7 separate regions of the Mus musculus genome follow, and all the other regions are linked to region 6. Evidence: chromatin contacts called from public HiCAR-type, HiChIP or PLAC-seq and promoter capture Hi-C data. All regions are on one chromosome and are shown on one strand. The core of a region is the stretch at or near the end of the contact, and the rest is flanking DNA. Distances in the headings are between cores, read along the strand shown.

Region 1 (3,676 bases), core at 577-3,076, 2.3 Mb before region 6:
ATTCAGATATTACCCCTGCCTCTGCCTTCAAACTCTAGGATTAATGTCCCGCACCATCTACGGCACCCTTTCTTGTTTTTTTTTTTTTTTTAATATATTATTACATTTCATTCTTTCTGTGTGAGTGTTTATGTAAGCTACTGCCCACTCTGGAGGTCAGAGGACAACGTGAGGGAGTAAGGTCTCTCCTTCCATCACTGTGTCCTGGGAATTAATTTAGGTTGTCAGGCTGGGCTTCACACTCCTTTACCTGCGGAGCCATCTCGCCGGCCCCTCCTCCCCTTCGAACCGGCCACTAACAAGCCAACCCTAAGGCCATTCCACTTGCTGTTCCTTTCACCTGTCCGGCCTCCAGGCTTACCTTTGTCCTTGTCACTCAGGTTTAGGTCCTAGCTCCTAGGTCCCTCCCAGAACACAGATCTAAGGCAATTGAATTCCCCGCATAGCGCTGCAGACAGCCTCACCGATTCTTCTCACGTTGTACTCTCTCCCTCCTCCCAAGAATGCCAAGTGCCCTCAGAGAGCAGTGGCCTCTTGTCCCGGTAGAATTCCCCCGGGATGGGGAAGGTGTAAGAGGGCACATGAGGTGGTTTAGTAAACGGCTGAGTAACTGTAAAAGGGGGATGTCAGCTGCTGCGCGGGCACGCGCTCCAGGCCCGGGTAGCTTACCCCGGTTTGTGCGCGCGCAGAGTGGGTTATCTCCTTGTAGGTCCAGGGGAAACGCATCCTTCCCTCGGCCCGCTGGCTGCAGAAGCGCTGTTAAATGCGCTTAGGGGACGGGATTTATAGGTGTGGGAAGATCCGTATGCTCCGCAGCGATGCGGGGCGAGGGAAGAAGGTTCTGCGGTCGCTGAGTACCTATGGACCCCAGCTATCTGGCCAGGGTGGAAGACCTTCCCTCGCCTTTCTCAGGGGTTTCCACCTAGCGAACTGCATGTTCTTCCAATCCCAGGGATTTAGCGGTGTAGTGCGCGGAAGGGAAGGGCTCGGAGAACTGCTCTGGGAAAAGGGCAGGTCCTCGGCTCCCACCACGTCAGGGGAAGAAGGGAGAGAGATCTGGCCCTGAGATAAGGCTGGCAAGGCTCCACGGTCTTGGGCTAGGGGTGGGAAGACAGCCCCGCTGCAATATTAGGCAGGGACCCAGGTGGCTCTGGTCGGTGGCCCGGAAAGGGACAAAGACCAGCCCTGCCCGACCCCCCATGTCAGGGTCCTATTGTTCCTCCTCTCTCGGACTGTACCGAACTCTGGTGCCCCCGAGAGGGAGGGAGGGAGGGAGAGAGCTGTGCTCGCCGGGTGGGCATCTGTTTATTAAGGGTGAGAAAGGGAGGGTCAGGGACGCTGGCCGGATAAGGGACGCGTAAATTCGCGCGTCGCCTTTAAGGGAAGCCCTGCCCTACCTTTCCCACCGGTCCCCGCCACCCCCTAGCCCTACCTGCATTTTAAAACCCCTTGTAGTCCTGGGATTGGCCCAGGCCGCGTCCTCCGGGCGAAGAAACTTGAACCGGGAGTGTGGGGGGGAGGAGGGTGCAAGGCCCCGCGGTTGGAAGATACCATCTTTTCAGCCTCCCCGCGCGCGCCCCGCCCCTCCCGCACACCCCCGAACCTGGCCAATCAGACCTGTGGGAGGGCGGGACCGTGGCTCGAGCGCGCCTCTGGCAGGGCGCCCGGCGGGCCGGCGCACCGCGTAGGGGGACCTCGGGGGCCTGCCACTCCTCTGACCGCCTCCCTTTCGGAGGCGTGGCCCAACGGCGGCGCCCCGCCCCCTCTCCGCCCGGGGTGGGCGGGGCAGCTGGGGCTCCGGGAGCGGGGCCGGGGGCGGGCCTCCGCCTGCTGCGCCCGAGCTCGGAGAGCCGGGGCACCGCGGCCGCCGACGCAGCCACGGTCCCGGTTCCTCAGTCCTGAGGCGTGCGCGGGCTCTCGGGTGACCCCAGAGGGGGCCGCGGGAGGGAGCGCGAGGCGGCGAAGGGCGGGCCGCACGCGTCCCCAGCCGCCCCCCGCGCGCGCGTGGCCGAGCCCAGAGAAGCCCCGGCGCGGGGAGCGCCGGCCCGGCGCGGGCGAGGGCGATGCCGCGGTGACGGCCCCGCCATGGCGAAGCCCCCGGCGGTGGCGGCGGCGGCTGCAGCGGCGGCGTCGGAGGAGCTGAGCCAGGTCCCGGACGAGGAACTGCTGCGCTGGAGCAAGGAGGAGCTGGCGCGGCGGCTGCGGCGCGCCGAGGGCGAGAAGGTGGGCCTCATGCTGGAGCACGGCGGCCTGATGCGCGACGTGAACCGGCGGCTGCAGCAGCACCTGCTGGAGATCCGCGGCCTCAAGGACGTGAACCAGCGGCTGCAGGACGACAATCAGGAGCTGCGTGAGCTCTGCTGTTTCCTGGACGACGACCGGCAGAAAGGGCGCAAGCTGGCGCGCGAGTGGCAGCGCTTCGGACGCCACGCGGCCGGCGCCGTGTGGCACGAGGTGGCCCGCTCGCAGCAGAAGCTACGGGAGCTCGAGGCGCGCCAGGAGGCCCTGCTGCGCGAGAACCTGGAGCTGAAAGAGCTGGTGCTGTTGCTGGACGAGGAGCGCGCGGCGCTGGCGGCGGCGGGGGGCGCTGGCGGCGGCGGCGGCGGCGCGGGCTCCCGCAGCTCCATCGACAGCCAGGCCAGCCTGAGCGGGCCCCTGGCGGGGAGCGCAGCGGGCTCGGGGGCCCGCGACGTTGGCGACGGCAGCAGCACGTCCAGTGCGGGCAGCGGCGGCAGCCCGGACCACCACCACCACGTCCCAGCGGCTCTGCTGCCCCCGGGGCCGCACAAGGTTCCGGACGGCAAGGCCGGAGCCACGCGCCGGTCTCTGGATGACCTGTCAGCGCCGCCGCACCACCGAAGCATCCCTAACGGCCTGCACGGTAAGCATCTCGCCGGGATCGGAAGCCCATGGGTGTCTGTCGTGAAGCAGTAGTAGTTTCTGGAGACCTCACAGGTGCGGGGTGGGGGTGGGGTCGCACCTTCAGACCCTTCCGCAGCTGGCATAGCAAATGGAGCATTCGGCGTGGTGGTGTCCCTGTCTAGCTGATGCCGCAGAAAAAAGTTTCTCCTCCGCAGCTTTTTGTGTTACCAGCTGGCACTCTGGGGCTGTCGAGGGGTGTCTCTCATCCTACCCTGAAAACACTTGAGGGCAGAGGAGAGTTTTTCTTGGAAGACTATGAAAGGCCCCTAAGCTAAAGCAAGTGAATTTTCCCTTCTGGTTGGAGTCCCTCAAACTCACTTAGCACCCACGACTGCACTGTGCTGTGGCTGGCTTTCTCCCCTGCTTCCTTCCCAGCTGAATCTCCTCCTGGGCTGGGCTGGGCTGGCACACAATCACCCGTGCTGAGACCTTGACGAAGCTGGGCCAGAGTACCCTGGGCTAAGATAAGAGTCTTCCTGGCTTCCCATAAGTCCCGCAGTACTGGTTGGGACACCTTTCTCAGTTCGGTCTCTACAGTTTTCCCCAGAGGATATATTTGGAGTGGATTCCGACCTCTCCGTGTGCCTCAGTTTCCTTTCTTCCTTGCTTGTAAGTTGGAGAGGCTGATGGCCGCCTCACCGGGGTGTGAGGTGGAGATAGATAATGCCCCTGAAGAGATCTGTAAGCTTGATCGTCTTACAGGAAGTGCTGGGGTCATCTGTGGCCAGAGTGTGGGTTGGAAGCCGGCTCTGTC
Region 2 (3,944 bases), core at 244-2,743, 2.3 Mb before region 6:
ATGTGTCTAATACCTTTGCTTATTTATTTATTCATTCAACAGATATTTATTTATTGAGCAATTAAGTGCAACATGCCAGGCCCTGGAGGTATGACACAAGCAAACCCAACATCTCTGCCCTATTTGGGCTCACATTTTAGCATGGGGCAATCAACAGGTGGGAAAAAAGGTGACTCCAGGGGTAGCCTTAAAATTACCGGGGCTGGGCAGGCTTCACATAGAGGGATTGGGACAGCCTGTTTGATATGAGAACAAGAAAATACCACTCACAGGCCAGAGAAGGTGAATGGGGAGAGCCAATGGAGAGATGTAGGGGACAGGCAGGCTTAGGGCAACCGTAGTATGCAAAGGGGGCAAGAGGGGACAGGTACTAAGTTGCCTGTGAACTTAGTAGTAGCTTGCTAGCTGTGTGGTATGGTTCATGTGAAACGGGATTTTTCAACTCTGAAGTGATGGGAAGCCCTTGGGACACTTTCATTACACATCTACTCTAAGCTTCAAAAAGCTCTTGCCAGGTATAGTGGCACAGGCCTTTAATCCCAGCACTCAGGAGGCAGAGACAGGCAGATCTCTCTGTGAGTTTTGAGGTCAGCCTGGTCTATAGTGAGTTCCAGAACATCCAGGGTTTTGAAGAGAAACCTTGTCTCCAAAAAAAAAGGGGGGGGGGTGAGAAAAGGAATAAGAAAGAAAAGGAAAAGAAAGGTAAGCTTTTGATGGGAGCCATTGGTAAAGTGGCCAAAAACGGAATGGAAATACTGAGGACAAATGGAATGTCCCAGGACAGAAACACAGAAACAGAAAAACGTGACGGGAGTACAGTGTTCAGTATTTGGACAGGTTGGCCCTGTCCAAGTCCTAAAGTTAGCAGCGTCCACTTCGAAAGCAGCCTAACCTGGGTTTAAATCTAGGCTTACCAACTGTGTGACCTTGGCAGGTGACTTCCCCGCGTGCGCCTCAGTCTGCAGGTCTGAACGATGGGGTAACAGCAGCGCTTACCTGACAGGACTGTAGCTGCCGACACATTTGTGCGGCCCAGCCAAGCGCGGTGGGCGCCCAGCAGCTGCTGCGGCTGTGAGTAATTTGTTACTAAGAATAGTTAGCGCCCCTCTCCGGGCCTGCGTCTCCGGGCTGGCCGTGCGTACAAGACGAGGCTGGACCCCCGTCCTGGGCGCTGGCTCTGACGCGGTCCCCAGACCCCGCGATCGAGAGCCCCAGCCAGGCCCCCGCCCCCACCCCCCGCTCACCTGGGCCGCGGCGGCCCGGGGATGTGCTCATAGCGGCTGCGAGCGCGATGCACGAAGGTGCAGCAGAGGCCGAAGGCGAGCAGGACGGCGCTGCCGAGCAGCAGCAGCCCGGGGCTCATGGCTCGTGGTCGGCGCCGGTGCAGAGGGGGCCGGAGGCTGCGACCGACTAGCTGTCAGCGCTGCGCGCCGCCTCGGCCCCAGGCCCCGCGCTCACCAGCACCGCCCCCGCCGCTCGGCTCCGCCCCCGCTGGCTCGACCCCGCCCCGGGCACGCGGACCCGCCAACCACGTCTCCGCCTCCAGCCCTAGCTCTCAGGACCCGCCCCCGCACGGCCACGCCCTCTTTGAGGCCCAGCCCCAGCCGCCACGCCGTTCCCGCCCAGAGCGATAAGTATTCACCAATCACAACCTGGCTTTTGGCTCAGACTTTGAGGCCACGCCCCTTCTACCCTCTCTTGAGCTCAGACTCCACCCCGAAGTCGCCCCGCCCAGAACGCGTTGTCCTGGCAACCTCGCTTCCTGGGCGCAAGCTGCCCAGGCGGCGGCGCAAATCCCGTCCGCTGGCTCCGCCCCTTTGGCCTCGCCAACTGTCTCTCCGCGTGCAGTGCCAGGCCTCTTCCTTTCTCGTGCAAACCTTCTGAAAACCCTTTCCCAGCCCTCCAATCCCCGTCTTGCGCTGACTGTTCTCAAACATCTCCCTGAAACCTTAGCGCCCCAAAGTTAGTCAATCCCAAATGTCCTCGCGCTGCGCCTTCATTGCAGGTCGGTGCAAGCCTTGCGCCCGCTGTGTGCCAGCGTCCGCCCGGAGGCGGAGGACAAGATCCTAGCAGGATGCAGGAGTTCCTGGGCCCGGGAAAACCATAATCCTGAGTATGGGTGATGGTCCATAGGAATGTGCTGGGCTGTGCTCCGCCTTCTCACCCGGTGGAAGCGCAAAGTGCTCCTCACTTCCGAGTTTCAGTTCCCGTGGGGGACGCTCAGATAGGCCTGCAGTGGATGGGAGGGCCAGATGTGCGCTCTCCTTGACTAGATAAAGAGCCTCGGGATTGGGGAGTGGGGGCTCTGAAGACCTCGAGAGAAGGTCGGTTTCTGACTACTCCGAGACCTTGGTTAGGTCCTGGAGGGGTCTGAAGACAGAAAAACAGGAAAAAAGTGTGGACCGTGTGCCTACATTTCCGGGTATACAGGACCAGCCCCCGGGAGGGACATATCAGGGATCCGTGAGCTGCAGGTGACGGGGAGAGCTTTAGGAGCTGTGCTTGATTTCGGTCTGGAGAGGCCACCTCAGCCTGAACAAGACGGGAAGCCAAGCATCCAACCGGGGACTGGCCTCTGAGTGGCATTAGGGGGATGTGGCTTGCCACCGCGCCCCCGTGTGGTAGCGAGCGGCAGTCGCATGTGCGCAACAGGGACCTCCCGTGGCCCTGCTTGGGGGCAGAGGAAGGTCAGCCAGTTTAGTTTAGCCATTTGTGAAAGCTCCTGAATTGAGAGGAGATGAAGGCATGAGACTGCGAGGAGGGTGTAGACTTCTTGCGTGCTTTTAGGCGAGTTAAAGAGAGTAGACAGCAAAGACCGTGGGGCATCGTGGTGCTCACAGGAGAAAGGATCAAAAGTTCGAGGCTAGGTGGATATGGTGGGTGATACACACCTTGAATCTCAGCACTGGGAAGGCAGACCAGGCCAAGACTATACAGAAACCCTGTCTCAAAAATAAAATATTTTAGGCCTTCAGAGTTCAAGGCTAGTCTGAGCAACTTAAGACCCTGTCCTAATTTTTTTTCTTTTTTCTTTTTTTTTAAGGGTTAGCAATCTGGCTTAGTGGTAAGGTGCTTGTTTGTAAACACACAATACAAGGTCCTGGGTTCAATTTCCAATACTGGGAGGGTGGTGTGCAGAGCAGAGAAGCATGGCATGGTCACTTTAGGAGGGTGTTATGACCCCTCACCCTGAGCTTAGCAGATATCCTAAGCTGTGTGGACTTAACTTTGTGTCAGGACTCAGAACAGAGAGAGACTCCCTGGAGGCAAGGCCTGATTCCAATGGACTCTGGGCACAGTCTGAGATGCTCCACACAGGACAGACTAAGGAAAGGGAAAGGTAATAATATTCTCTGACACATCAGGCAACTCTAGTGACCTCTGGCTTGGCAGGGCCCCTCACCCCACCCTTTCTGCCCCTCTTCCTGGCTGGAGTGTGTCAGTGGCATCCTGTCCCAGATCCCACATCCACTCTGTTTGTGTCTCCATGCCCATGACGCTCCTAACTAACTCTCCTATAGTTAGCTGTGCGACACAAGCTGCTGCTCATGCAGACCCTATGTCCCAGAAAGTTAATAACCAAAATTTATTAGCAAGTGGTGTGTGTTTGTATGTGTGCGTGTGTGCGCGCGCGTGCTTGTGTGACAGAAAAGGGTATCAAATACTCTCTTGCTCTCACCACCTCTTCCTTTGAGACAGAGTCTCTCCCTGAACCTGGGACTCAGATTTTCTCTTCTAGGCTAGAATTCAGCAATGGCCAGCAATCCTGTCTCCATTCCCTCTTGGAGCTGAGGTTACAGATGTGAACGGTGTGTTAGGTGGGCACTGGGATCATTGTGCAGTAAGAACTCTTAACTGCTGAGTCACCTCTCCAGCCCTATGTATGTGGCGGAGGTGCCCATGCACTTGGAGATCAAAAAACACAGCTGTAGCTGTCGGTTCTT
Region 3 (4,173 bases), core at 704-3,203, 2.2 Mb before region 6:
TACAGAGTTGGTTCACTTTTGAGAAGTTGGGGAGGGTGACATACTAGAAGCCTGGAAAAGGAGAACATGGAAGCCATCTTCACAGAATTTGGACAGGTCCCAGAGGAGTAGCTTACAAGTAAGAGACTGCTTCAGAAGTGAGCAGGCAGGACTGATGGCCATCAGTAGCCCACCTTCTTCAATCAGAGGACTCCAAGACTGAATGGAGTGCTTTAGGTTGTGAATTTGTTAGCCAGCCACGTTTTCAGACTAGAATCAGATGGTGGATAGTGAAGCATTGACAGTTGATGGTGACATAATGCTGTGCATAAGGGTTTACATAATCATCTCAAAGGTATCTTCCAGTCCTGATGCTCTGTAATTTTAGAATCTAGAATCTCATGTTTGGATTGTAAGTGCCTTCAAGGTGATTTAGCAGGTTACAGCTGTCCTGTCACCATTTAACACTGTTGTCTTTGTTTTAGAGAGAGCTGTAATGGAAGTGATTCCTGACTCCTTACTTTATTATTATTTTTAGATGATTATTTTAGATAGGAGCCTCGTGGGGACTGAGTAGATTCCTTTATTTGAAGGATGGTGTAGATAACAGAACATTGGGTTTGATGCAGCAGATAGAAAAGGTAGAGCTAATCTCAGCGTGCAGGTCTATCCTGCTGGCAGGGAGCAGGGAAGACAGCCCAAGAGTTAGCTCAGGTCACTGCTTCTGAGGGCATGCACGGTAGTCAAAGAGATAGCCTGCTGGCAGGCTGGAATCAAGTTAGTCACATGATCACTAGTTCTTTCATAGATGTCACCTGCTCATTTAGATGATAGATTTTTACCACAGAGGGTCATTTTTTGTCAATGACCAGTTTATATAGTTCCGACAAAGACAGATTTCTTTCCCCCAAGTGTAACTGATACTCCATTGTGTTCAGCCTGCTTGCCCAGTTGTCATGGTCTGGCTTGTCACTTGGAGGAAGAGATGGATACCTTTCTGTTTCTTCAGGTCCCTCAGTTTGTCAGCTATTCCTCACTGAAGTTAAAGTAATTAGACCTGGGCAGGCAGTTACTAGAGCTGTAGAGCTGCAGGCTGATCTGGTTGGTTCCCTCACTTTACTGATGGCATTCAGACACTCCTGATGCCTGCTGTATGGATGCAGTAGTCACTGATGGTGTTCATGCTGCTGCTTCTGCTGACTGCCATGGGGGAGGCTTGAGTTCAGGGTTCATCCACTCACAGTCAAGAAGCCAGGAGTTAACCTCAGTGTGCTTATAATTTAACAGCTCAAACCTTTTATGCTGAAAGACAATCAGATGGTTTAAAATTTAGAATTATTGTTTAAATTTCTGGAAAAATAGTCAATATTTTTGTGGAAAGGAACTTTTTTGAATTCTCTAGTTACGCTGCATTTATATAATAGTCCAAATTGTTCTGTAAAGAGATTAAAACTTAGATCTATGTTTCTGTTGGTACTTAAGTAGCTACTGAGTCAAAATCCGTTCTTTGAACTGCTTGCCTTGACTTCTTGATTCCTTTGAGTCTATGGCATAGAGCACCTCCATTGATTCCGGAGTGTTGTGCCAGTTGGTGGGTACCAGCCACACTGGTGTAAGTTATTGTAGCATGGCATGCTGGTCTAAGTTATTATGGTGTGGCATTCTGGGCCAAGCCAGAGTGTGCTTCTGGTAACTGTCAGTTCCAGTTAAGCTGGCACCACGTGAAGCCAAGGAAGGCACCACCATGAAGCACCTTGCCAGTGCTGGGTTTGGGACAGAAAATGTTGCCCTGTGTCTTTCTGTTTCCCAACCCATTCTGTGTGTACTTCATTGTGATGTTTGATTCTCATGGTCTACAGAATAGTTAGTGAAATGGGGAAGGGATTGTTTCCTGTTCTTCTATACACATTGGCTGGCTTCACCCCCTCAGGTGTATTTTACAGCTGAAAGCTTGGAGCAGGAAGAAGCACACAAACAGAACCTCCTTCAGAAGACACAGCTGCCAAGTTGGGTCAGTGCAAACTACATTGAGAAGCAGATGGTGCTGGGTCAGAGTTAGGTTTCCTAGGCAAATTGCCAAATACCTACTATCAAAAGTGTTTATTCTAGCTGTACTTATTTCAAAGCAGCATTTTCAGGAAGAACTTAATTAAAGTATCCTGGTGGCAGGGAGCAGAAGAAGGGCTGTAGAAGACAGCCCAAGTTTTAGCTCAGGTCACTGCTTCTGTGAGGGCATGCATGGTTGTCAAAGAGATATTCTGCTGGCAGGCTGGAATCAGGGGTTTATACTTTTGTACAAGTTAGTCACATGGTTACTAGTTCTTTCATAGATGTTGCCTGCCCATTCAGCTAATAGATTTTTACCAGAGAGGGTAATTTTTTTTGCCAATGTCCAGTTTATATAATTTTTTCCCATTTTAATTATGAATGCAAGTCATGTTTTTGCAACTGAATGTCATCTATTAGTACATATGAGTTATACTGTGTAATAATGCCTCTACCCTGTCACCTCCTCCTCTAGCATGGTCCCCAAAGTATGGTCTATTTAGTTCCCTGTATAGATTAGAATGGGAAATAATTAAATGGTGGAAGTTATCAGTAGTCACAGTTGTCCCTTCTTGCCAGTCAGCCTGCAATTAACAGTTATGTTTGTTTCCCTGTCTGTTACGCAGGGAGGTGGCTGTTTGGCTTGCTAAGTAGTCTATACTGACTTAAAAGGGCCAGGCTTGAGGGTCCTGTACCTTCTATAAACTTCTGGGTGGTGAATGGAGACAGGTGGGTGGACTTACAGCAAGGCCTACTTCTGTAGGTGCCAACTGAGAGTGAAACTCTGCTGGTTTCCCTACTAGTCTGTCTGTCTGTCCTCCCGCCCTCCTCCTCTCTCCCTCCCTTCCTTCCTTTGTCTAAAGTAATACTTATTGTTGTGGTTGCTGTTTAGGCCTCACTTCTGCTTCTCCCATGATAGTTCATATGCTATTTCAGTCTAAACTTCAGGGGAGAGTATCTTTCACTTACCCTTGTGCTATACAGCTAACATTTCTTTTTGTTAAGTTTTGTTTTTCGGTTTTTCGAGACAGGGTTTCTCTGTGTAGCCCTGGGTGTCCTGGAACTCACTCTGTAGACCAGGCTGGCCTTGAACTCAGAAATCCGCCTGCCTCTGCCTCCCAAGTGCTGGGATTAAAGGCGTGCGCCACCACGCCTGGCTCAGCTAACATTTCTCATGAGAGCAAGGGGGAAAGGGATAGAGAAAGAGTAAGTGCATAGGTGCTTAATTTAGCATATGTTTACATGAATATGTAGAAGGAGTATTAGTAATATTTGGTCTTTATAGGACACTGGTGAGTGAGTACCTACCCCCTCTCCCCCCACACACTCAGACTGTTAAAGATGTGCTTGGTACCTCTTTGACAGCTCTGTTTAAAAGTTGGAAGCAACAGGCACCCAAGTTAACTGAATCACAGAATGAACCATTGTGTGTAGCAAAGTTTTGAATCACAAGTGTGAAGTCTGGGTAATCATTTCAAATCCACAAGGTTAGGGAGATCACACAGCATAGATGAATTTTGAAGTGAAAACTGTCAAAGCAGAATTGGATTTAGGAAACGACTTTACTACCTGATTCTTTCAGTCATCCTTCTTACACTGTACTTCCTTGCCCTCTGTCTTCTGTTACTTGGGCATTTGGAGAATTATCTCTGCCGCTTTGCTTTGGGTGTGACTTAATTTCTGGTCTCAATGCTGAGACCTGTAGGCCTGGCTTTCCCTGGTTTTGATGTCCTTCACATTGGTCACTATTGCCTACCCAGGGGATAGGGGAGCTTGTTTACTCAAGTGCCTTTATGTTTAGAGTCAGCCTGGATGGTGCAGCTGATCCATGGCTTCAAGCTGGGGTCTGCTGCTTGGTGCCTCTGGTCTCTTGGCCAAGTCACAGCATCCTCTCAGCTTCCTAAGAGCTGGAGTCCTCAGTATCGACCTTACTAAGCTGTGGTGGCCACATGGACAAATGCTTGTGGCCCTTGTCGCAAGTATCCCCTTTCCCCCTGAGCTTCCAGCTGTGCTTGGTCATAGCTCTTCCTTTGGTACCAGAAACAAATAATATCCTGCTTAGCTGCTTTCAGAGAGAGAAAACCACAAAAAATATGAATGTATTTCCAGAGGTTCTGTTATTTAATATACGAAAGTCTTTCCATATAT
Region 4 (4,106 bases), core at 142-2,641, 2.1 Mb before region 6:
GCCTCTTTGATGGCTTTACAGCATGCCGCTCCGGAGTGTTTTGGTGGAGTAGAGGGAGCATGGACCATCTTAGGTACCAGTTTTGCCACTCTTGTGGCCTGACTGTTGCCTTTGTTATTTTCTATGCAGAAATATTTAGTTACTTTAACTTGGTTATTTTTCCAAGGTTAGTAAAACCCTTTCTTACAGATTTTACACCTGTTCCTTTTCCTTTTCTTGGTTGTTGTTGATAGAGGTCACCCTACAGTCCTCACACCTGTCTGCTCATGAGATTTTCACAGAAAATAGCATGTTATTTCATTAGCGCTTGCTAAAAATAAATAAATAAATAAATAAATAAATAAATAAAAGCAAAGAAACCACAAAGGACAATATCTCACGTAGCCCAGCCTAGCTTTCAACTTGATATATAGTCAGGAATGACCTTGAATTCTTGCTCTTCCTTCCTCATTTCTCCTGTGCTATTGTCTGGTTATACACCACACCTGGACAATGGGTGGCACAGGGCCTGGCCTTCTGTTGTTGTTTGTTTCTAATGGGCACATACTTTAGGCAGAGAGCAGACTGAAAAATAGTGGTTCTTCTCCTGATGAGTAAATGCCTCTTGCCTCAAGTTTTCAATGAAACAAATGGAGAAGCTATCTGTTCTGTAACCACAGGTTTGTTGATGCATATTGTAATAAGAGCCTGACTAGAAATGCTCCAGGCTTTCCCTTCTACCAGGTTTCCTCAGACCACTTGGGCCTAGTTTAGCTGACGTCATTGTCATAGCTTCTGTCTACTGTTCCCATGGAGTTCATCATTGGGGGCAGGAAGCGTTCTGTGTTGGGGAGAGAAGGCCGAGTGCAGGAACAGCAAAGCAAAGACACGGCCCACCTTGATGAATGGGGATCTGAGCAGGCACAGAAGGCCAGAGTGTTCCTGAACTTGGATGCTCCAGGGCTCTCTTATTTTGCCACTAGCCCCCTGGTGGCCATTGAAATCACCCCAAACCTTTGCTCTCTCTTTCTCTTTCTTCCTTTCTGACTGTGTGTTCCAAAGATGATGTCTTTAAAGGGTTGAAAAGGAAACCACACAGTTGCTGTGTGAGCATTTGCTTTCCATTCAAACTGTATTATGATTTCTGGGGAAGCCAGACAGCAGCAGCTGTGACCAGGGAGTCCATCTGTAGCTCCAGCACCTGAGTTATTTAGCAGTCTAGCTGGAGATCTCAGGCCATTCCTTACCCCTCCACGGCCTTTAGGTTTCAGCCTTCCCTGTTAGCCCACTCTTCCCTGCCTTGCTCCCCTTCGAAGCTCTTACCTTATTGGTCAGTATCAGCCTTCTACAGACAGGAAGTGTGAGGGTAGGAGACCAGATCTATCTTGTGCCTTTATTTTCTCTTTTATTCTTGATAGACTCCATGAATATTTCCCAGATGAAGGAATGATTGAATGGGTGTCGCACAACAACTGAGTAGCAGTTCACCGTGGTGTGAAATCAGAGGCTAGAACTGTTTTGCAGGCTGCATGTGCTAAGAATTCAGAGGTCATGAGAGGTCACATGAAAGTTTAAAGGAAGATTAATCTTAAACTTTGTTGAAGGACTTGGCTAAATGAATCAGTGGGAGGGGAAAATTATTCCAATCTGGAAAGTGTGAAAATGGGCAGGAAGGCTGTTTCCCACATCAGGTTTTCTGAGGGATAAATGATAAATGGCTTGAGATGACTTCCAGATTCTGCAACTTGTTCAGGGGCTAAAAGGTGAGTAGAAAGAATAACGGTCATTCTGCTGAGCTGAATTTAATTGACACAACCAATGATCTAAAATCCTCTGTTGGAAAATGTCACTTCATTATATGTGTCTGGAAGTGCAGATGGGGAAACAGATTTTTTTCTTTTTGCAGTAGATTCATTAAGTGTTTAGGAAGATTGTCTTTTGCACCATCTCCAACAGAGTAGTTTGAAGCTGAGACTAAGCTCAATTGTGTAGGATTGCTGTGTGCCACTGTGAGACTGAGGTCCGTCAGCAGGAAGCAGATGCAGGATGCAGCACCTGCCCCAGAGCCTGTTTTAGACTGGGTGATGGCGCACGGACACAAGTGCACAGAGCACTTGTGGCAGGAAGTGAAGAGTAGGAGCTGCTCACACTACTGAGCTCTCACTCTTGGCTATGAATCTTCTGCCAAGTGCAACAGTCCTAGCCACTTTGTCCAGGTCACTCCTTTGTGGAGCAGGCGCCCTCTTGGACTGAGGAGGATTGGAGTCGGCGGGAGGTGGTCAGTCACTTGGCTCCGCTGGCTAGGACTGGAGCTCTTTGCTTGCTCTATGCACATCCTTTTTATCCTTGACTGCACCAGTCAATTCCCATGGCTCCTGCCCCGGCAGAGCTAAAAACCACCAAGGTGTTCATACCAGTTGCTGCTGGTTATCCTGGAAAGGCAGTCTGCTGACCTTTCATTTTGTAGCAGATCTGTTAGCTCCACAAACCTGGTGTGGTGTTGTTGCATGTGGGATTGCAGAAATCACGTACATGGAAATTGTTTGCAGCCTTGTGTCTCTTTGTTGGAGCCATATAACTGAAAAGTAAGACCGTGCTTACTGTGCTGGGTCCCTAGGTGGTGTGCCCCTTCTGTGTTCCTGGGAATAAATACCACAGGCAGTCCCAAGAACCTCGCATTTGACTTTGGTGCCTATGTAACCATTGACAGACCCATATATACCTTCCCCTTCCCCTTTTCCCATTCTTGGTTCCTGAGTTGTGGGAATCTACCGCTACCTTAAATTGGCCTAGCCATGTCCCTCCATCTTTGGCTTCCTTCATTTTTTTTCTGTGGAGTAAACTAAGGCCATGTGACAAGAAGTCCTGTCTCCTCTCAAGTTTCTTTTTTTCTTGTCCCTTAATATTACAGTCTGTCCCTGGTGCCTTTGAAATAATGATCTGGTGATCTTTTTTTGTAACATTTATTCTTTGGCTCCTGCACCCTGGGTTCTCCCTAGTCAAAGGCAGGGAAATACCCCAGGAGGCTAAGAAGCACTATCTTTACTCTGCCAAACATGTTGCTTTCCTTGCATGCTTTTTCTTCTCAAGGTGTCTCTGGTGCTATCATTGCTGTATTGCAGTACAAGTGTTTCCAGAGTTCCTGGACTCTGTGTTAGGAGCCAGCTGCCCTGTTTTTCAAAACCCAATTCTGAAATCTTTTCTTATCTGTGACTGTGGTCAAACATCATGTTCGTTTGAAAGATGGCTCAAATCAATATATTGGCTTCCCAGCATTCTGTTCCAAGTGAACAATTAACAATTATCCATTTTCTACATCACACTTAAAAGATAGTCACGGATTAAACTATTCTTTCATGGAAAAATTGTTTCTAGAAATTGGCTTTTTTAACAAAATGGGATTACTCTTAGAATGTGAGATAGTATTTCCTCTGGGGGTGGGGAAACACAAGAGTAAAACCTATTTCAGAGCTGTTGACCAATGAAGCATTTAATTAAGAAAATATAAGGTAAAGTGCACTTTGTGGAGAAGATAGTAGTCAGCTTTGCATATCTGTACCACAGTGTGGCGTGCCCTCTACAGTTTGCCCCCCCTTTTTTTAAATCTTGTGTCCTGTTCAGTTAAAAGGTAAAGTTTTGTATTTCAGAAGATTTTTTTTCATGACATTTTTTCCCCCAAGCAATTTGAATGCTGAGAGGGCAATAGCAGTGACATCCTAGTGCCTCATCTCTTCCCTTTCACACTTGTTGTTCTCTATTTTGTATTCATACTGAAATGAGCGATTTTTTTTTTCCTTTCAGTTCTGGCATTTGAACCTAGGACATTGTATAGCATCAGAGGCAAGTATAGCCCTAGCCCAGGGTGTGTCAAGGCAGCTGTCTTCTCTTCAGTGTGTGTGCGTGTTGGGGACAGTGGCAGACAGTGGCCTCGGGTGCTGTTCCTTAGAAGCTGCTCACCTTGGGTTTGGAGATAGGTATTTTCACAGACCTTGCTATCGGTGGACATTTCCACCAGCTGGTCATAATGTGCATGGTGTATGGATTCACACAGAGGATGGAGGACATCCTGAAGACCTCAATGTGGCAGTCCTCCTGAGCCACTATAAGGGCTCAAAGTGTTATACAAG
Region 5 (3,712 bases), core at 812-3,311, 2.0 Mb before region 6:
CATCCTCAAACAATGCCACGTGAACTTTCTCCCTAATTTAACTGGTCCATAAAAGGCTAGAGCCTGTGCTTGGGCAGTGGAGGGAGAAAGGTGGGGTTGGAGGTTTGAGAGAAGGGTAAGAGAGAAGAGGAAGGCTAAGGAGGAGGAGGCCGTTATGGGCAGGAGAAACAGCAAGTAACAAGGAGCAGTATAGCCGGGGGAATAAGTCAGTATAGCCCTGGGTCTGCTCTATCTAGGCATACGGCTTAGAAGTAAAATATCTGGCTTGTGTGTCTTTTATATGGGCTTTTAGGATTGAAATTCTAACTACATGTGCCATTGGTAAGACTCCCGTGAACCTACTCCTTCTACGAGATCTTGCTTTGTTCTTGAGTTCTCACAGATTATCTTCCCATACAGGACCCATCTCAGGACCCACGGGGGATATGCAGCCTGCAGGAGGATGCATGCCAAGTTTATTCCTCCCAGGCCGAAAACCAGGGAGCAGCCCTTGGAGTAGACCATGTTTTTCTTCACTGTTTACTTTGTAAATCAGGCGCAGTAAGAGAGGAGCAGCAGCTAATAAGATAGGACAGTTGTAATAACGTGATATAGTAAAACCAACTTGAAACTTATGAGTTATTTTTGGAATTTTCCAATTAGTATTTTCAGACCAGAGTTGACCTTTTTTAAAAATTATTATTAGAGCCTTTCTCGTGGATGTGACAAAGTATCTGAGTGCTTAGGTTGATTTCAGAGTCAACGTGGCCCTGTGGTGGCCCTGTGGTGGCCCTGTGGTGGGGCAGAGCACCACAGAGGTGGGATTGCTTGGAGGAACTGCTTCTTCACCTCACAGTGGTCAGGAAGCAGAGACAGGAAGAGGCAGGGACAAGGATCTGCCACTCAAAGGCCTCACTTCCTTCAGCTACATTCTACCTTCTAAAATTTCCACCACTTACCAAAATAGCCTTACCAGCCAGAGACCGAGCCTTCCTAAGAGCCCCCGGGGACATTTTATATCCCATCCATGATGCGTTGGGTATCTACAAGTGCGGCTGGAACCTCGGTAAAGGTAAGGGGCGTGTGCACCATGTAATATGCGGTAACTCTTTGAAGACCCACCTGAGACCAGATCTAAGATGGCGGCGCCTTCCTTCTCCGGGGCATCTGTTCTTCTTCACCCAGGTGTCCCCACTCCTAAATCTGATGTGTGAATAAAAAATGATTAAATCTCACCCTAAGTTTTCGAAAAGGTGCGTTGTTTGTTTTAGTTCTTTGTTTCATCAATGTCTCATCACTTTCCGAGGAACCAGAGGATCAACCTTGGCTGGTTTGCTGCAGAGGGAGGTACAGAGGCCAGGGCAGACAAAAGCCAGGACAGACAGACAGACAAAGGCCAGGACAGACAGATGCCAGGCCAGACAGAAGTCAGGGCAGACAGACAGAGGCCAAAACAGACAAACAGAGGCCAGGCCAGACAGACAGCGGTCAGGGCAGACAGAGGCCAGGCCAGACAGACAGAGGCCAGGGCAGACAGACAGGTCAGGATAGACAGATGCCAGGGAAGACAGACAGAGGCCAAAACAGACAAACAGAGGCCAGGCCAGACAGACAGAGGTCAGGGCAGACAGAGGCCAGGGCAGACAGACAGAAGCCAGGGCAGACAGACAGGTCAGGATAGACAGATGCCAGGACAGACAGAAGCCAGGGCAGACAGACAGAGGCCAAAACAGACAAACAGAGGCCAGGCCAGACAGACAGAGGTCAGGGCAGACAGAGGCCAGGGCAGACAGACAGAGGTCAGGGCAGACAGACAGGTCAGGATAGACAGATGCCAGGACAGACAGAAGCCAGGGCAGACAGACAGAGGCCAAAACAGACAAACAGAGGCCAGGCCAGACAGAGAGAGGCCGGGGCAGACAAATGCCAGGGCAGACAGACAGAAGCCAGGGCAGACAGACAGAGGCCAGGGCAGAGAGAGGCCATGGCAGACAGACACCAGGCCAGACAGAGGCCAGGACAGACAGAAGTCAGGATAGACAGAGAGAGGCCAGGACAGACAAATGCCAGGGCAGACAGAGGCCAGGACAGATAGACACCAGGCCAGACAGAGGTCAGGACAGACAGAAGCCAGGACAGGCAGAGGCCAGGGCAGACAGCAGGTGGTTTGGGCTGTGAGACCCTGCGTGTGTGTTTCTGAGCTGTACTCTGTGAGCTTCTGGACAGTTGGCTCAGGTCAGCTGCAGTGGGACAAGGTGGGACCGCCATTCAAGAGGGAAATATCAGGGTGTGGCTGGTGCAGAGTGAAGCTGTGGGGCTACTGAGGGAATCACTTCATATTTACCTGTGTGTATGTGTTCACAAGCGGGTACGCATGTGTGCGCATGTGTGTGGACCAGTTGTACCGTGTGTGCGTGCGTGCGTGTGTGTGTGTGTGTGTGTGTGTGTGTGTGTGTGTGTGTGTGTGTAGGCCATGTTGTACCCTATAAACTTATAAAATTGTTACTTGTCAGCTAAATCTTTTTTGATACAAGGTCTCACCCTGAAGCAGGACTGGAACTCCCTGTATAACTTAGGTCAGTCTTGAACTCCTGATGTTCCCCACTCTGCCTCAGTCTCCTGAGCCACCATGCCTGGCTAGAAATGATACATTTATCAATATGTGCTGATTAGACAAACGTCCTTCCTCTACAAGCCTACACTAAAGAGTAGGGCGCAGTGGTATCCCCTGGAAGGCAGATAAGAGAAAGATGCTGGAGGGGGTCTCATGGAGTTAAGAACAAATTACCCAATTTTTTTTTTCCAGTAAGGAAAAAAGAAATTCCTTTCCCATTCCAGAAGGTGAAGGACCTCCACAGCATTACTATTCTGGCTTAGGGAAGTATGGGAGCTGTAGCCACTGCCAGGGCAGAGGGCCCTGAGGGCTTCTTCCCAGCCCTGTTCCTCCCTGGCCCTGGCCACCCAACCTCCCACAGCTGCTGGAGCCTGGGCTGCACATGCCATTGGGCCCCAGAATGGCTGCTGCTCTGTCCTCCACTCCCCAGCATTTGGGGAAGGCTTGCTGGGTCCAGCTCTGTCTACCTTTCTGGGGTATTAGGGAACCTACGGTCTATCTCAGCCTCACCTCTGAGCACCTGCAGGCTCTGTGCTCAGTCCTGTGCTTGACTCATAAGGACCAGGAGGCATCTGTTCCTCAGACAAATATAGCCCGGGACCCCAGGCCCTTAGCTTCTTGATAGACAATAACAATAGCAACTAAGCTAACATCCTTTCTGAGTTAAGATTCTATGCGTATCACTTTCTCTAATCTATGGAGGTAGCTCAGTTGGTAGAGTGCTTTCTTAGCATGTATAGAGTACTGGGTTCAAACCCCAGCACTGCATAAAACTGGGTTCTGTGGCACATACCTGTAGAACTTGGGATCCCAGGAGGATCAGAAAATCAGTCCTCAACTACATAGCCAGTTCAAGGCCAGCCTGAACTGTACCGGCTCATGCCTCAAAAAACAAAAACAAGCTGGCTAGATTGCTCAGTGGGTAAAGATGTGACCAAACTTGATGAGCTGAGTTCAATCTTTGAATTAGCATGGTAGAGGGAGAGAATTGACTCCTGGGGGGAGGGGGGGGAATAAGCAAAGAAACAAGAATCTTTACTATTGTCCCCATTTCAGATGTTGGGGCTGAGACTCAGGGCTTAAATCACACGTCGCAGACAATACGAGGGGAGACTGAAC
Region 6 (4,157 bases), core at 1,294-3,793:
ATCTCTTATGAGTTCCAGGCCAGCCTGGTCTACAGAGCAAGAACTAGGACAGGTAGGGCTAATGATGAAACCCTGTCTCAAAAAACCAAACCAGGGCTGGAGAGATGATGGCTCAGAGGTTAAGAGCACTGACTGCTCTTCCAGAGGTCCTGAGATTAAATCCCAGCAACCACATGGTGGCTCACAACCATCTGCAACAGGACCCAATGCCCTCTTCTGGTGTGTGTCTGAGGACAGCTGCAGTGTACTCATAAACAAAAATAAATAAATCTTAAAAAACAAAACCAACAAAAACCCTTGACAAGCATGCAAAATGTCCTATGCAAACACACACACACACACACACACACACACACACAGGTACTCCAAGGTCATCCTGTAACCAATCCATTGAGGACCCATCCAGATCATCTTCCCCCACAGCCTCATCTCACTCAGACAGGTCACAGCACTTTGATTCCCAGCAGGCCCACTGCGGGAAGACTAAAGACAGGAGCCTTTGCTCATTTGCATAAACCCTGGAGTCACACATCTGCATTTGATTGCAAGGTAAGTCCCACTTCCAAATATGTTTGGTTTTTAAATAAAAAATAACTTAAGATTTTATTTTTCGAATCAAGCCCTATTCATAGCATGTCTATTACAGGGGCCTTTAAGGGGGAAAAAAAGTCAAAATTTATATCTTTAGCGGGGCGTGGTGGCACACGCCTTTAATCCCAGCACTCGGAGGCAGAGGCAGGCGGATTTCTGAGTTCGAGGTCAGCCTGGTCTACAAAGTGAGTTCCAGGACAGCCAGAGCTATACAGAGAAACCCTGTCTGGGGGGGGGGAAATTATATCTTTGTCTTAGACATCTGGGGCATTCACTCATTATTATTTTACGTTAGTTCTCAAAATTAAGAGGAAAAAGCTGGCCTATTTCCTGTAAGAAATTTAATTTTAGGGTCTGTCAACACTTTAAATGCACTGCTGTTATTTTTAAATATATGCATGCATACTTGAATAAGACTCAGCCTAAGCTTTCCATATAACCATTCCCTGGGCACTCAAACTTATTATTAGATGCCAGGCTCCCTGCTTAAACACATCAACTCCACCATCTCATTTGTTTAACAAATAAACACTCATCATCTCTGCTACGCCAGGCATAAGCAGCAGCCATTACAGTTATCAAAGTGATATCTGTACTGGATACTAGTGCTGTACGGAATCCCTAACGCCTAACACACTTGTTATCCACCTCAATCCATGCTCCTGTTAGCTCGGTCTCCATCAGCAAGGCAGCGCTGCAGTGTCTGCCATCTGTGGTAGCACAACGGGGAAAGCCATTTTTAGTGATGTCCACTTACATTCCTTTTTCCAGGTAGATGAACATTATCTTAATTGCCCAGATGCTTAATTCCAGTCAGAACTGTAAATTAAATTTCCCCAAACAGTATAATCGACATGTCACAAAAAAAGTGACATGCCTTTCCCCTGAACTCTTAAGCCGGGGTGGGGGTGGCGCAAGTCTAGTCCCAGCACTCAGTAGGCAGAGGCAGGAGGATCTCTTGTTGAGTTCAAGGCCAGCCTGGTCTACAGAGCAAGTTCCAGAACAGCCAAGGCTACACAGAAAAAAAAAAAAAAAAGAAAGAAAGAAAGAGAAAAGGAAGGAAGGAGGAAGGAAGGAAGGAAGCAAGCAAGCAAGCTGTCTTGAAAATCCAAAATAATAATGATGATAAAATGCTGATCTACATCTTTTTTCACTGTTTTGAATTCCAGACTCAATAGATGGTCAATTCTAGTTTCGTTTTGTTTTTTTGTTTCTTTTTTTAAAAAAGGAAAGCAACGAAGCTCTTCAACGACCCGCTAAGTTTAACCACCACCTTCCCAAAGGCAAAATCGCGTTTCCAAATTGCTCCAAAAGCGATGAGGGACGGAAAGGAAGAACACACGCAGACGTAAAGAATGGTTAACGTCAACGACAAAAGAATAAACGGGTAACCCGACCAGGACTGGCGTGTGTCCCCATCTCTCAAGGACTCTGGCGCAGTTCTACATCTAAGGCGACCTAGCCTGGAAACGGTCGGAAACAAACTTTGGCGCTGGGCTGCAGACCTGTTTGCTGCCTCTGAAGACACTGCACCGGGAGCCCGGTCACCGGCGGTGGAGACCTGAGGAGCAAGCTTGGAAGGAAACGAGAAGCTGCCGGCCGCGGCTGTGCCCCGAGGCCTCACCTCACCAGTGCTAAGGAAGTGGCAGGCTCGGCCGGTCCAGGTCCCCGTCCCCGTCCCCGTCCCCGCCACCCTGGTCCCGGCTAGGCTTCGGGCGGCCTTCTAGAACCGGGCTTCCGGCAGCTCCGCGATCGGGCAGAGAAGCGAGGATTCCCGGGCAGGCCGGACCCAGCCGCGGCGCCGCCCTGAAGCAACACCGGACCTATAGTCCCGCCACCACCCCACGGCTCCCTACCCAGAGCGGCCAACTCGCGGTCCACAGCGTAGTACGAACTTCCCGCCGCTTCCCTAGACTCGCGACCTACCCACGGCGCCGTCCCCTCCACACCCCGTAGTACAGAGCCTTCCCGTTGGCTGCGAACGGCGGGGGAGGCGGGGAAAGAGGAAGACCGCGCTTCCCTGTCACCTCTCCGGACATGCCGGGAATTGTGGTCCTTACGCTTGCTCCATGCTGGGAATTGTAGTCTTTGAACCTCCAAGAGGCGAGATGGGGGCGTGTTCCTCTGAGCACAAGGGCTTCTGGGAAGTGTGGTTTGCAGCCCGCTTGCTGTTTTACATGTTACTGTGGCTCTCAAAGCCTTAAGAACCGAAATAAATATAACCAGTACTCACTGTTGCTTGATTTATTAAACGGTTAGACAAAGAGACTCATTTCAAATATCCGAAGCGCGTCTCGGTGTTTACTTAACCCACCGCAGTATTTGAGCTACTTTTGTCAAACATCAGTTTTCTTTGTTTCACCATCTCCTTCCTAGAGGTTGGAAGAATGAGCTTCAAGCTGCACTTTGGATCTGCAGCTTCTGAAGCCCTAGAAAAGGCCTTGGGTTCGGTGCTGTTCTTGTTATTGCTATTGTTTTACCAATTTGATTTTTTTTTTTTAATTTTTGGTTTACTAACAACAGCTGAGTTAAAAATGTGAGCCAACACTCCTAGCCTGTGTTGTTTCTTTTCTTTCTTTTTTTTTTTTTTTTTTGGAGGGGGGGCAGTTTCGAGACAGGGTTTCTCTGTGTAGCCCTGGCTGTTCTGGAACTCACTTTGTAGACCAGACTAGCCTTGAACTCAGAAATGCGCCTGCCTCTGCCTCCAAAGTTCAGGGATTAAAGGCGTGCGCCACCACACTCGGCTTGCCTGTGTTGTTTCTTAAGGTGGATCTTAAAACACTGTATGAGCTTTAGTCCCTACGAAATCTGAGTTGTTGCCCAGTGTGCAGTTCAGCATTGATCTTCATATCTTGAATTCACCGTCCCAGGTACCCACACCTGCTCCAATTTCTTTCCTATTTTGCCGTCTGCCCCATAGAGCAGATCCACAAAACAGCTGTACTGCATGCCCACTGCTCCCAGACTTCTGCTGAGTTTGATCCATGATGGAGCCTGAGAATGGAAGAAAAAAAGGAAAGTCACCTAACGACGATCACACACACATACACGAACAGCTAAGTCCCTTAGCTAAGGGTCACTTCAGCTGGGCTTTCCACAAGTCTGCAATGAGAACATGCCATGATGATTGTGTTGTTAGGACTAGAGCTAGTAACACACTGGCTGCCCCCGAGTCACAGGTTACTGTTTCATCCTGTGTGGCTCAGACCCCACACCTCTCTAAACAGCCTCCTGGAACATAAACCCTCCTCAACAAATCCTCTCACGGCATCTGCTTTCTGTACACACGCCGATGGAAACGCAGGCACAAGGTGAGCTCTCGATGACTATTTGTCAGCAGAGAAGCCTCAAGATTCACACATCTCGTGAGTGTGAAGTCCCACACACAGCAAGACTCTGTGGTCAGAATGCTTTGAGTGAAAGCCATTCTGCACCCACAAACAAGTACACACATTACTTGTTACATTGTGACCACATTCCCCCAGTGCGGAAGAAAGGTCCCCGCTCCCACACTGGCTCGACAATTGGCTGACCTTCAAGCACAGTTAAGTCAGCAACACAGCCTG
Region 7 (3,736 bases), core at 165-2,664, 2.3 Mb before region 6:
TACAGACCTAGGTTGGGCCCGCCTTGGGGTTTCCCTGGCTGGCTGGCTGGCTGGCATTCCTGCAATCAGATCAGTCAGGCAGGATACTCCGCATCGACATAAGGGAAGCGATAGTTCAGCGTGGATCGAAGTAAGGGCTTCACTATCAGAGGAGAGATGAGAGTAACTCATCTGGGGAGAGACTCTACCAGGTGAGGAGACCAGTAGCTGAAAAGAAAGGTGGGTGCTTTAAGCATCCTGGCCCTGAGGAATGGGCTCTCAGACTACTCCTTTCAGTCTGCCTGTGGAAGAGTCCTCATCGGAATAAGCAGTCCCCAGACTGCTGACAAAGTCATGCCTCAGATTTGGCTACATATCTTCCCATCCTGCCTTCCTAGACTTAGCAAAGACTTCATCCTGGTACCTGACAGAGATAGGACTCTCTGCAGTGGGGCACTGGAGGAGGGGGGAGGGGGCGGGAGCTTCCAGGGTGTCCCAGAGAATAGGAGTCTTGAGTCTCTAAGAGGAACTGAGGCTCCTAAAAGGCCCAACATCAGCAGGGCAGTGGTGTTGCCTCTGTCTCCCAGCACTTGGGAGACAGAGGCAGGCGGATTTCTGAGTTCAAGGCCAGCCTGGTCTACAGAGTGAGTTCCAGGACAGCCAGGGCTACACAGAGAAACCCTGTCTCGAGGGAAAAAAAAAAAAAAAGCCCAACATCTTTGCAAAGCAAATGAATGACAAGAGCTAGCTAGCCAGGTCTTCCCGCCTGATACCAAGTCACTCCCTCTTGGACCCCCCAAGCTCCAAAGTCTGGTACCCGCTCCCGACCCTTGCCCCTGTGGTTGCCATCACCTCCAAAGTTCAGGATCCATTCCTAAGTCTCATGCCTGTAGGGTCGTCATTCCCCTCCAAGTCTGGGACCCACTCCTGAGTATCGCCCTTCTGGGGATGCCATTCCTGCTCCGCCCCCGCCCCCGCCGCCAGCGACTAGTGTTCCACGTGCCTCCGTGCACCCGCTCACCTGGCACAGCAGGTCCAGAGCGTAGCCGGCACACGTCGCCCACACCCCGGCATCCATGCGGGTCTCCAGGACCCGGAAGCGCCGGGCCAGCGCCGCGTCCTGCTCCGCGGTGCAGCAGCCGAAGGCGGAGTACTGCGCGCAGAAGCTCAGCGGCTGCGGCGGCCGGAAGGGCGGCCTGAAGTCCAAGCACTGCGGGTGCGCGGCGGCCAGCAGAGCGCGCAGAACCAGCAGCGCCCCGGGCCCGATCCGGGCCACAGCCCTCCGTCCCGCCATTCTCCTGGCAGTCTGCAGAAATAGCAGCCAAAGGCCGGCCAGCCAGCCCCGCCGATGCGCCCCCCAGGAGCCACTGGCCGCGCCCTGAGCGCCCGCCTCCAGCCTTGCTTGCACCCTCCCGGGAGATCACCGGGAAACCGGTGGATTCGCCCTACAGGCCTAGGGTCCAGGGACTCCCCTCGCTGGAGGTCACCTCTGCTTGGGAGCACTCTGCAGGATTGGAGGATCACGGCACTCTGCAGCTCCCCTCTGCGGGCAGCCCCCTCCTTCTGGCCCCAGCCTTTCCAAACCTGGCGTCTGGGAAGCCCCGGTTGCCCAGTTTCACAGTTCCACTTCTCTCAGGTGCTCGCTAGCCGCCAAGTAGACGAAACCCCAAAGCCCAAGTCAGGGACTCCTAGGTCCCACCTCCCACTGAGCCAGACAGGATCTTTAGCAGTGTTTAAATGTGGAGGTGTGGCATAAAAGACAGGTGGTGTTGCCTGGGACCTCACAAGAAGTGAAGCATGAGCCTGGGGGTGGGAGGGAACAGGCGCAACCGCACAGTCAGTCCATCTTTGGCCCTGCCAGGGCTTCTGTCCTCCCCTGGCCGTGGAACTCTCTACCCGTAGCCCAGAACCCGTGGGGTTCTGTGGGAAGCCCTAATGGGTGTGTCTCCTAGATGGTTGTTCGTCCGTCATCTCTCCTCCTGCATCTCTTGTCTCAACTTTACCCCAAGAGTGAACATAGACACTATCCCATGGGCTCAGAATTCCACCATGTCAAAGCCCCTAGCACTTGTCTATGAAGACCCCAGAACCGGCTTCTTCCTGGAATACTCTTTCCATCAGTTCTGTCACGCACACTCCCACGTGGCCTTCACATGATACCCACTTGCTGCTGTCTCTTTGAACAGCCCTGTATCAGTCAGTCTGCCACAGTTGCTGAGTGCGGTTGGGGTTGCTTAGATTCCACAGGGCTGTGGTTGGAGCCTGAAATGGGGTAGGGGTGGGGGCCAGCTATGAGTCAAAGTCCCCATATAAGAGCAAACATCTCATCTCTAAGTCTTTAAGGGCAAGCACGTGTAACTGACGTCAAGGATGAGAATCCACATGGGACGATGAGACAGCACGGAGTTTTGTAGTTGCAGCAGTTGGTCCACAAAGTCCCTGAATGGTTGGAGGTGGTTAGAAAAGCTATGGCCAACCGCTGCAGCTGGACCCTCGAGGGGGGAGAGGGGGAGACAGGGAGATGGCACTGTCAGATAGTTGGGGACAGACAGCAGGGGAAGAACATCCCACTCCATCCTCCTCCCCATTCCAGGCAGTGTTTATTATAGGCTTAACCGATCATAGCTGAATGGGAGTCTGAAAAGCCTTAGCTCGGGAGTTGAGTGACTACACAAAGTGCCAGGCAACAGTAGAGCCCCTGGTCACTGTGTCCTTGTCCCAGACTGGTAGCCAGATTAAGGTACCGGTAGCAGACCATTTGGGAAAATTCTTGGAGGCTAGATGTGCATAAGAGTGAGAAACCAGGGGTGTCACAGTCTTGGGGTTAAGCTCTTGCAAGTTTACCTCCAGGAACCCTGCCAGGGTCTCAGAGAAGGGCCAACAAAGCCCCCTGATGGTTCTGGTGGGCAGAGGGAAGCGGGGCTGTCAGGACCCTAAAGCAGGTTTACTCTCCAGGAGAAAGGGCTTTGAGATTCACCATGGGGGAGGAAAGACAGCCATTCACCTTACTGGTGATTCAATAAAGAAGGCAATGAACTCAGACACAGTGTGAGGGGCATAGGGCACAGGCGTCCCCTCTCCAGCTCCTTACTACCCCCATCAGAAGTCTCCATGGAAGCAGCAGATGATCCCTGTGTACACTGCAGGACACCCTCTGTCTGGGGAAGTGCACTTGGGGACCTTGGGCATCAAGGAGCAACTATGTGGGCACTGGCGGGTCCTTCTGGTGTCTAGCTCCTCATTACATGCCCGACCTCTAGATTCATATTATGTCCTTACACTAAAGCGCAATATCCCTCAGTTTGTGTTGTCCAGGACATGACATCCGCTTTCCAAAACCAACCAACCAACCAAGCAAACAAACCAAGGCTTAAGAAGTCTGACGGAGGAGGCCAAGCTTTCATATGCTAGTTCATGGGGCAGGGAATTCAGGAAAGTGATGATCCAGATGTTGAAGCTCCACTGTAAACAGGGAGCCGTGGGGGAAGAGACAGGCTGGTGTAAACATAGAAGGCAAAGCTGTCCAATTGAGGAGTCGAAGGCCAAGAATCAGGAGACTCTGGCCAGCATCCCCGGGGGAAAAAATCTTTGCGGAGGCAAATTAAAAGGGCTGTAACTTCAGTGTAGTGAGTAAGCACTTCCTTTGTGAGGAAGATGCTGAGTCCAATTCCAGAACTCAAAGGGGGGGAAACCCAGGCATGATAGCACACTGCTATAATTACAACTGGAAATGGGCAGACCCCTGGGGCTCTCTACC

Evidence for each region. Promoter capture Hi-C pulls out the DNA fragments that hold promoters and counts their contacts. HiCAR-type assays count read pairs that join an accessible place to other places. HiChIP or PLAC-seq counts read pairs in DNA pulled down with a chosen protein or histone mark.
Region 1: a contact with region 6 is called in a promoter capture Hi-C map of pre-B cells, with 9 times the contacts expected there. The contact joins the promoter of Ccdc85c here to the promoter of Vrk1 in region 6. A contact is called at or near these places in 5 of 39 promoter capture datasets (embryonic stem cells, hippocampal neurons, liver and 2 more), 3 of 115 datasets of contacts at active chromatin or transcription factors (astrocytes, embryonic forebrain and large pre-B cells) and 1 of 9 other capture datasets (embryonic stem cells).
Region 2: a HiCAR-type map of astrocytes shows a contact between it and region 6, with 6 times the contacts expected there. The contact joins the promoter of Cyp46a1 here to the promoter of Vrk1 in region 6. A contact is called at or near these places in 4 of 39 promoter capture datasets (liver, maxillary cranial neural crest and pre-B cells) and 3 of 115 datasets of contacts at active chromatin or transcription factors (astrocytes, embryonic forebrain and stem cell-derived neural progenitor cells).
Region 3: an H3K4me3 HiChIP or PLAC-seq map of pro-B cells shows a contact between it and region 6, with 9 times the contacts expected there. The contact joins the enhancer-like site here to the promoter of Vrk1 in region 6. A contact is called at or near these places in 9 of 39 promoter capture datasets (the C10 cell line, the SN4741 cell line, cranial neural crest and 6 more), 5 of 484 Hi-C or Micro-C datasets (B cells, CD4 T cells, CD8 T cells and 2 more), 5 of 115 datasets of contacts at active chromatin or transcription factors (astrocytes, large pre-B cells, memory CD8 T cells and 2 more) and 1 of 9 other capture datasets (adipose tissue).
Region 4: a contact with region 6 is called in an H3K4me3 HiChIP or PLAC-seq map of embryonic forebrain, with 19 times the contacts expected there. The contact joins the enhancer-like site here to the promoter of Vrk1 in region 6. A contact is called at or near these places in 8 of 39 promoter capture datasets (the HPC-7 cell line, cranial neural crest, embryonic stem cells and 5 more) and 1 of 115 datasets of contacts at active chromatin or transcription factors (embryonic forebrain).
Region 5: a contact with region 6 is called in a promoter capture Hi-C map of cranial neural crest. The contact joins the enhancer-like site here to the promoter of Vrk1 in region 6. A contact is called at or near these places in 6 of 39 promoter capture datasets (cranial neural crest, embryonic stem cells, frontonasal cranial neural crest and 3 more) and 3 of 115 datasets of contacts at active chromatin or transcription factors (embryonic forebrain, pro-B cells and stem cell-derived neural progenitor cells).
Region 7: a promoter capture Hi-C map of liver shows a contact between it and region 6, with 4 times the contacts expected there. The contact joins the promoter of Hhipl1 here to the promoter of Vrk1 in region 6. A contact is called at or near these places in 7 of 39 promoter capture datasets (cranial neural crest, frontonasal cranial neural crest, hippocampal neurons and 3 more).

Annotation. Positions count from the first base shown.
Region 1 is chr12:108,273,543-108,277,218 of GRCm38.p6, reverse strand. It overlaps Ccdc85c (coiled-coil domain containing 85C), which reads left to right and starts at 1,826. Exons shown (of 6, transcript NM_001159910.2): 1 at 1,826-2,881. The coding sequence starts at 2,086.
Region 2 is chr12:108,331,865-108,335,808 of GRCm38.p6, reverse strand. Cyp46a1 (cytochrome P450, family 46, subfamily a, polypeptide 1) reads right to left here and starts at 1,493. Exons shown (of 15, transcript NM_010010.2): 1 at 1,245-1,493. The coding sequence starts at 1,363.
Region 3 is chr12:108,169,376-108,173,548 of GRCm38.p6, reverse strand. The region is part of intron 1 of Setd3 (SET domain containing 3); the gene reads left to right. Among named protein-coding and RNA genes, the nearest start is that of Setd3, 7.8 kb to the left of the region's middle. Within about 2 kb of position 1,953, at least 50 of the 459 cell types and tissues checked have an H3K27ac peak or open chromatin away from gene starts, as enhancers often do. A contact at or near this core is called in B cells, CD8 T cells, pre-B cells and 1 more, where this site is marked.
Region 4 is chr12:108,130,811-108,134,916 of GRCm38.p6, reverse strand. All of the region lies in intron 6 of Setd3 (SET domain containing 3), which reads left to right. Among named protein-coding and RNA genes, the nearest start is that of Setd3, 46 kb to the left of the region's middle. Within about 2 kb of position 1,391, at least 12 of the 459 cell types and tissues checked have an H3K27ac peak or open chromatin away from gene starts, as enhancers often do.
Region 5 is chr12:108,044,515-108,048,226 of GRCm38.p6, reverse strand. No RefSeq gene overlaps it. Among named protein-coding and RNA genes, the nearest start is that of Bcl11b, 43 kb to the right of the region's middle. Within about 2 kb of position 2,061, at least 8 of the 459 cell types and tissues checked have an H3K27ac peak or open chromatin away from gene starts, as enhancers often do.
Region 6 is chr12:106,008,649-106,012,805 of GRCm38.p6, reverse strand. Vrk1 (vaccinia related kinase 1) reads right to left here and starts at 2,543. Exons shown (of 14, transcript NM_001029843.2): 1 at 2,448-2,543.
Region 7 is chr12:108,303,948-108,307,683 of GRCm38.p6, reverse strand. Hhipl1 (hedgehog interacting protein-like 1) reads right to left here and starts at 1,414. Exons shown (of 9, transcript NM_001044380.1): 1 at 1,001-1,414. The coding sequence starts at 1,273.